Regions from separate parts of the Mus musculus genome. Here region 2 is linked to region 1. The links are chromatin contacts, called in public Hi-C maps. All regions are on one chromosome and are shown on one strand. Each heading gives the region's core, a stretch centred on a gene start, on an enhancer-like site or on the middle of the called end of the contact. The rest is flanking DNA. Distances are from core to core; before and after follow the strand shown. Region 1 overlaps Dscam (DS cell adhesion molecule). Region 2 holds the start of Dscam (DS cell adhesion molecule).

Region 1 (3,100 bases), core at 281-2,780:
GACAGCTGGCAAGCCAGCCTCTGGGAATAAAACATTTTAGCACTTCATAAATTTCTAACAAGGTTTCAAATTGCCGCCATTTCCCTTCTCCCAGCTCCATCAACTAGCAAAGGGGTGGGGATAGAGACTAATTAAATCTACAGGGGGAACGTTCAACCAGTAGCATGGCTACTTATTAAAAATAATGAACTGTTAGGACCAACCTGCAAAGTGAGTTGAAATTCTCCCTGTGGCCCCTACATATAGAAATACAAAACACGGCCTCTGACCGTGTGCTTTTGACATGAAGCTTAGAGATGCCAGAGAACACAATGCTGACAGAGTCGTTGAGGGATGGCCTTCGCAAACCTAACAGAAGGTGACATGAAACTAGAATGCTGGGAGCAGCTAGGATGCTGAATAAAAACACAAGGTTGGCTCGTGATAAAATAGGTCATTTCAAATTCATTTCCTCCTATGATATTTTTACTGCAAACAATTGATTGTTTGTGGGTAGGCACCAAGCCAGAACAGCACAGTCCTCTAATTCCCAGGCAGAGAAATTTTCCAAGGTCTTTTTATGATTTTTATTTTATTTTATTTTTTGAGAATTTCATACATGAGTGCTGTATTCACATCATTTCTATCCCACAATCTCCCCCTCAAGTTCCCACTATGTCTCTACCACCTCCTTTTTTACTTCCTGACCAGTTCAGTTATACACACACATAACATATATACAAAACATATGCATATAAAACACATATATGTATATGTAATATGATCACTATCTATTACTTTGTAAAATTACCAGGCAGCAACAGCAGATAGCCCTGACCACTCCATGCTGTAATAGGAAGGCTGTTTGTTAGCAATAGAAAAGTGTGCCTGTAGCTGAAAGGGATTGCAACCCCATAGGAAGAACAACAATATCAACTAACTGGACCCCCCCAACCCCTGCCAGAGCTCCCAGAGACTAAATCACCAACCAAAGAATATACATGGAGGGACCCCATGGTTCCAGCCACAGATGTAGCAGAGGATTGCCTTATCTGGCATCAATGGGAGGGGAGGTCTTTGATTCTGTGGAGGCTTGTTGCCCCAGTGTAGGTGGATGCTAGGGTGGTGAGGTGAGAATTTGGGGGAGCACCCTCATAGAGGCAGTGGAAGAGGAAGGGAACAGGGAGCTTGCAGAGGAGAATCTGGAAAGGAGAACAACATTTGAAATGTTAACCAATAAAGAAGAAAGGAAGGGAGGAAGGAAGGAAGGAAGGAAGGAAGAGACATGAGCCCATGGACAGCACAGGTGAGCAGAGCACTGGATCACACAAAGACAACACACTAGAGGCATGGGGGAGGGGTGGCTGCAGACGATACAGAGATAAAAATCTTAATTTTCTACTGAGGAAGGCAGTATCCCTCTCTTTACTTATGTGTAGATAATCACAGACTGGGGTCTGAGTCTCACAAACTGAAGTCAAGGGCCCCAGGATGGGCTGGTCACATGAGCACATGAGCACTGAACCATGACACTGAGGACTCCCAGCTGTCATTCTGTTGCCAAATACTAAGCAGCCATGTCCTGCTCAGCTGCCACTGCTCTAAGGAAGATGCTCTGTGGCTCTGCACCTTTCTTTCTGGCTGTGCATGGCTGACCTCTGCAGTCCCAGATTCCTGTGAGGCCCTGCCCAGTGTGGCTAGGGATGAGGGTCAAGGTGCCAGATCTGCTCAATTAAACATTCCTTTAAATATCATCAGCATGACTGCCACTGAGAACAAAGTGTGCTAGAACGAGCATCTCGAAGCTGTTCCTGATTGAATGGCAGGTTGAAGTGATGTTCCCAATATTAATTGCAGCTTTGCTAATGTCTGGTTCTGGGCATCACAGCTAATTGACAATATGAATTGACGGCACTGCTCATGATGTCTTCTGTGACATTCAGGTCAGAACGCCAGTGATTTGCTAATTGGTACTTGGCTCATCTCGCCAGTGTGTATGTGTGTGTGTGTGTGTGTGTGTGTGTGTGTGTGTGTGTGTGTGTGTGTGTGTTTGTGTACACATGTCCATATGTGTGTGCCTATATATGTACATGTACCTGTGCGTACACATGCACCTGTGTATATATGTGTATATGTCTGCATGTGCACCTGTGTGTTCACTAAGGGATGAATTAAAGGGCCAAAAAAAAATCAAGCAGACTATTTTGATGAATTGGAAAACTATGTACTTATCAAACATTTTGAGGGCCTACAAAATGACTCAGCAAGCAAAGGTGCTTGCTGCTCCAGCCTGACATCCTGAGTCTGCCCCCTGAATCCACGTAAAGGTAGATGAAAAGAAACTATATGAAGTTGTTTTCTGATATCCATGCATGTGCCATGACTTGTGTATATTCACACTCATACACACATATTATATACCATAGTAAATAAACCACTTAGTTAGAAGAAAGAACATTGTGCTATTGAACATATTTTAGGAAAACATCTGAATTTATAACACAGCACAGGCCAGGGCATAACTAAAGGACATACAGTCATCTAACCTCACACCACATCACAGATTATTCCCTATCTCTAAGCCATGAGGCTGCAGTGTGATCAGTTTAAAAACAACACCGTGACACTCTTGCCTCACATTCTACAAACTCCCAAGGAGTCTTTTACACTCATCCCACACAATGCTTCCAATGGCTATTTCATCCCTTCTGCTAATGGCAACCCTTAGTCTTGCTTCCAGTGAGCCCTGCAGGGCATACCTGATGAGGTCAAGAGTGGTCCTGGCTGGTGTCTGAGTGTAACAAATAATCTTGCCTGAGCTTATTCTCAATAAGACACCAAGCCTATCCTGATGTTCCTGAGAGTGAGTGACTATCTGAAGGTTTCCCTAATATCCTTGGGGCCCCATCTACAGGAACTCTGTGTACTGGGTCACCCAGGGTAGAGTGGTTTCTAGACCAGAGCAGCTGCCAGGGAGCATGTCAACTGGAATCAGCAAGTTTGAACCAAAAGCAATTAGTTATTGGGAACTCAAGCTAAACCCTAGACTGTGGAGAGCCTTAGACAAAAGAGCCTGGGAATGAAGAAAGGAATGCCACCTTACTCTGGAAAGGAAGGCAAA
Region 2 (3,200 bases), core at 127-2,626, 71 kb after region 1:
CAAGCGGTACCAAATGATAACAGTTCCCTCTCTTTGCCACAGGAGAGAAAGCCATTCATACATGTAAGTTCATATTTACACTGTGACAGGCAGCCTAAGGTGCAGACACACTTACTAATTGGGTCTGACTCCATCAAAAGCCATAGATTCTAAATATCAGGAAGAAAGCATCTCAAAAGGCTATACTGAGCTGCGCATGAGGGGGAAACACCATGTACAACATTCACCAATTTCACTTTTATAAGTATACAGGTGATTTTTAAAAAATTTGTCAACATTACAGATGATGTAATGCCTAGCAGTGCATATTTTTACATACACTACTGCGAGGAACATGTAGTGTCCAGGGGACGAGGGGGATGCAGACAGACGCATCTTTCCCACAGCCTTCAAGGATAAACTGTAGCAGAATTAAAGCGGAGGCTTTAAGGCTCAAGAGTGCAGAACCTGAGGGCTACTGTCTTAATTGACCCCTGCACCTGCCTACGCTCCTAACGCCATGTCCTTTTCTGGTTATGATATTCAAAGTGGCAATGATCATCTCCCTTCTCTTCTTCCCAAACCTGCCTGGCTCTGATGAGGTAGCTGTCTAGCTCTGGAGTTAGGCTTTGAGCTGGCACTTGGCTAGCTAGCTAGGTAGGCTGCTTCCAACGATTGCAGAGCGATGCCTCCCCGGCCTCCTATCAGTATCGCCTAACCTCTCCAAAGCAATGCAAATATATTTTTTAAATAAATAAATAAACGCATGCACGAACATTCCAACCCGGATAGGAAAGGAAAGGGAAAAGACTTCACCCATGCATTCAACCCCCTACACCGCACCCATCCCCCGGGCCCCTTCCCAGACAGGAATCAGCACAGACCGCAAGGCTCACCATTCGCGAAGCTCTGGAACAAGGAGAGAGCCAGTATCCACATGCCCCTGCTGCTGCCCGGCCTCCCGCGAGCCAGCGAGCCAGCGAGCGAGCCACGCGCCGGCCTCGCCCCCCGCGCTGCGCTGCGCTCCGCCGCGCCCGGCCCGGCTCCGCTTGCTGCCCGCCACCTGCCCGGGGGCCGCCCAGCCGCCCAGCCGCGCTCCCCGCTTGCTGCGCCCCCGCACACCTGCTCCCGGGCGCCGCGCCCCGCGCCGCGGACACAGCCCAGGTGCGCCGTGCGCTCGGCTCGGCTCAGCGGGCCGCGGGCAGCCAGGCGCGGGCGCACAGCCGCAGCCGCGGGCGCGAGCTCATGCCGGGCGCCCCCCGATGCGCAGCGCGGCCAGGCGGCGGCCTCCCGGGCGCCGGCCTCACCCTCCGCAGCCAGGCAGCAGGCGCGCGGCCAGGCTCATCCTGCTGCGGCGGCCTCGGGCGCCGGGTCCCCTGTGCTGCCCTTCCCTGCCTGAGCCCGGCGGGCCGCGCGCGGAGGCGAGCGGGGACCCCTCCCCTGCTCTGGCCGCTGGGGCGCTCTGCAGTCTTAAAGCAGCAGCAGAGGAGTGCGGCGGATCACGCAGTCGGCGGGACCCAGGGCTCAGAGGCTCAGAGGCTCAGAGACGCGTCCCCACACAGCCCATCGTGTGTAGCTCTGTTCTTGCAGGTTGTTAATGAGATGCGGCCGGGGGCTGACCACTCCGGAAGGGTGCCAGCTAGGCAGAGGTGACCGCGAGGCGTTAGCAGTTTTGATGCGATGTGCAGCAGGATTCGGAGTCCGTATTGACTCCCTGAAAAGTCTAGTCCATCTGCCTAGAGGGAAATGCTGCCTTGGAGTCCTCGCGGCTCCTGGGAAGAGCTCTCTGACTTCACTGGCTGATTTTTAATTATCTTTAATACATACTAGGGTGCAAACATGAGCGATTCTAATTTTGGTCTCTGAGTGGTGTATAAAAACTGATTAAAATAGCTGATAGTGCGTATTGAGTCCCAACATGCAACCCCTTTCTTGGCACAGCAGACCATGGCCTAAATGGGTCTCCAGAAAGATCTTGAAGTAATGATACTATTTCAACAAAGGCCCTTCAAAAAGCACATATCCGTATCTGGCACTTTACAAAATAATGACCCACAGAGTCAGAATGTGCCCTGATTTAAAGTCTAACATTGAATGCACACGGCCAGGACTATGGACTGGGAAAGCTTTGAGGGAAGGCAAGAGAGGACCATTTCATGGGAAATGGAGATAGTTTCGCAGACTATCAGGCATCTTCTGCCTGAACTACATGTGCACTTACAGATTAGGCACCCCTAAAACGGCTCACAGAATAGCCCAGAAAAGCAAATGTTGAGGCAGAAATAAAATGGTGCTTTACCAGGGCTGGGCACAAGATGGCCAGGCCCTGTGTTAGGAAGGGTCAGCTGAGCCCTGACGCCGCACTGGCTGCCATTGCTCTGCAGCTGTAGGTGGTCACGTGCTGCCGCCCACTCAGGCTGCGCCTCCAGCTCTGCCAGCTACACACGAACCCCAGTGTCCTCTGCCTTTGCATGCAAAGGGTGTTTCTTCACTCCCTGTTCCTCAAAGCTGTGCTCCCTGGCAGGCAGTGGGCCTGATTTCCCTCCCTGCATTCCTGTTCTTTTAGGGCACAATTCTTCAGGTACTCCAACCATCTTAAGGCTCAGCTGGGGCTTGGTAGCCAAGCACTCAAGACAAAGCTGAGGCAGACAGCTTGGAGTCAAACCACTACCTCCACTTACCAGTTCTAAGCATACGTGTGCGTCTCATGAGTGTTCCTGCCCTGGCATACAGAATGAAATCATCAGCACTTCTAACTATAATGGTTGCGGTGTTCTGCAGCCTAGGCCTAGTGCCTGGTTACCATGGCCAGTGGTGGCTAAGGTTCTATATAGCTAGGCTAGCTATATAAATTTGGGGATCTGGTATAAAGAAAAATAAAGGGCTCCTTTTGCAAAAAGAAGGAAATACACCATTTAAAATATCCTAGTAGAAAATGTGTCCTTTCCTTTGCAGCCTTTTCTGTCTCTTCCATGGTATCTGTCACTCTCTGTTTACTGTCTCACTCTGTTGGGAATAGTTAGGAAGGGCACAGCTGCACACAGATGCCAAGCTGTTACAAAGTAACCCATGGCCACACAAGTGGCCCACATCTGCTGCCTTGCTTCCCTGTCTTCCGCCTGGCTCCTGTACTAGGCATAGCCATGATGGGGAATGGGAAATGCTTTCCCATTCCTTAGGGATTACAGTTCCAAGGTATCAGGAGATACCCAAGTGATTAC

The links. A called contact is a pair of places that touch in the nucleus more often than the background predicts.
Region 2: a Hi-C map of the N1E-115 cell line shows a contact between it and region 1, with 5 times the contacts expected there. The contact joins the promoter of Dscam here to the enhancer-like site in region 1. A contact is called at or near these places in 2 of 39 promoter capture datasets (the 3T3-L1 cell line and hippocampal neurons), 4 of 484 Hi-C or Micro-C datasets (the N1E-115 cell line, bone marrow-derived macrophages, cerebral cortex and 1 more) and 2 of 9 other capture datasets (adipose tissue and liver).

Annotation. Positions count from the first base shown.
Region 1 is chr16:97,098,676-97,101,775 of GRCm38.p6, forward strand. All of the region lies in intron 1 of Dscam (DS cell adhesion molecule), which reads right to left. Among named protein-coding and RNA genes, the nearest start is that of Dscam, 71 kb to the right of the region's middle. Within about 2 kb of position 1,531, at least 11 of the 459 cell types and tissues checked have an H3K27ac peak or open chromatin away from gene starts, as enhancers often do. A contact at or near this core is called in the N1E-115 cell line, where this site is marked.
Region 2 is chr16:97,169,359-97,172,558 of GRCm38.p6, forward strand. It overlaps Dscam (DS cell adhesion molecule), which reads right to left and starts at 1,377. Exons shown (of 33, transcript NM_031174.4): 1 at 876-1,377. The coding sequence starts at 918.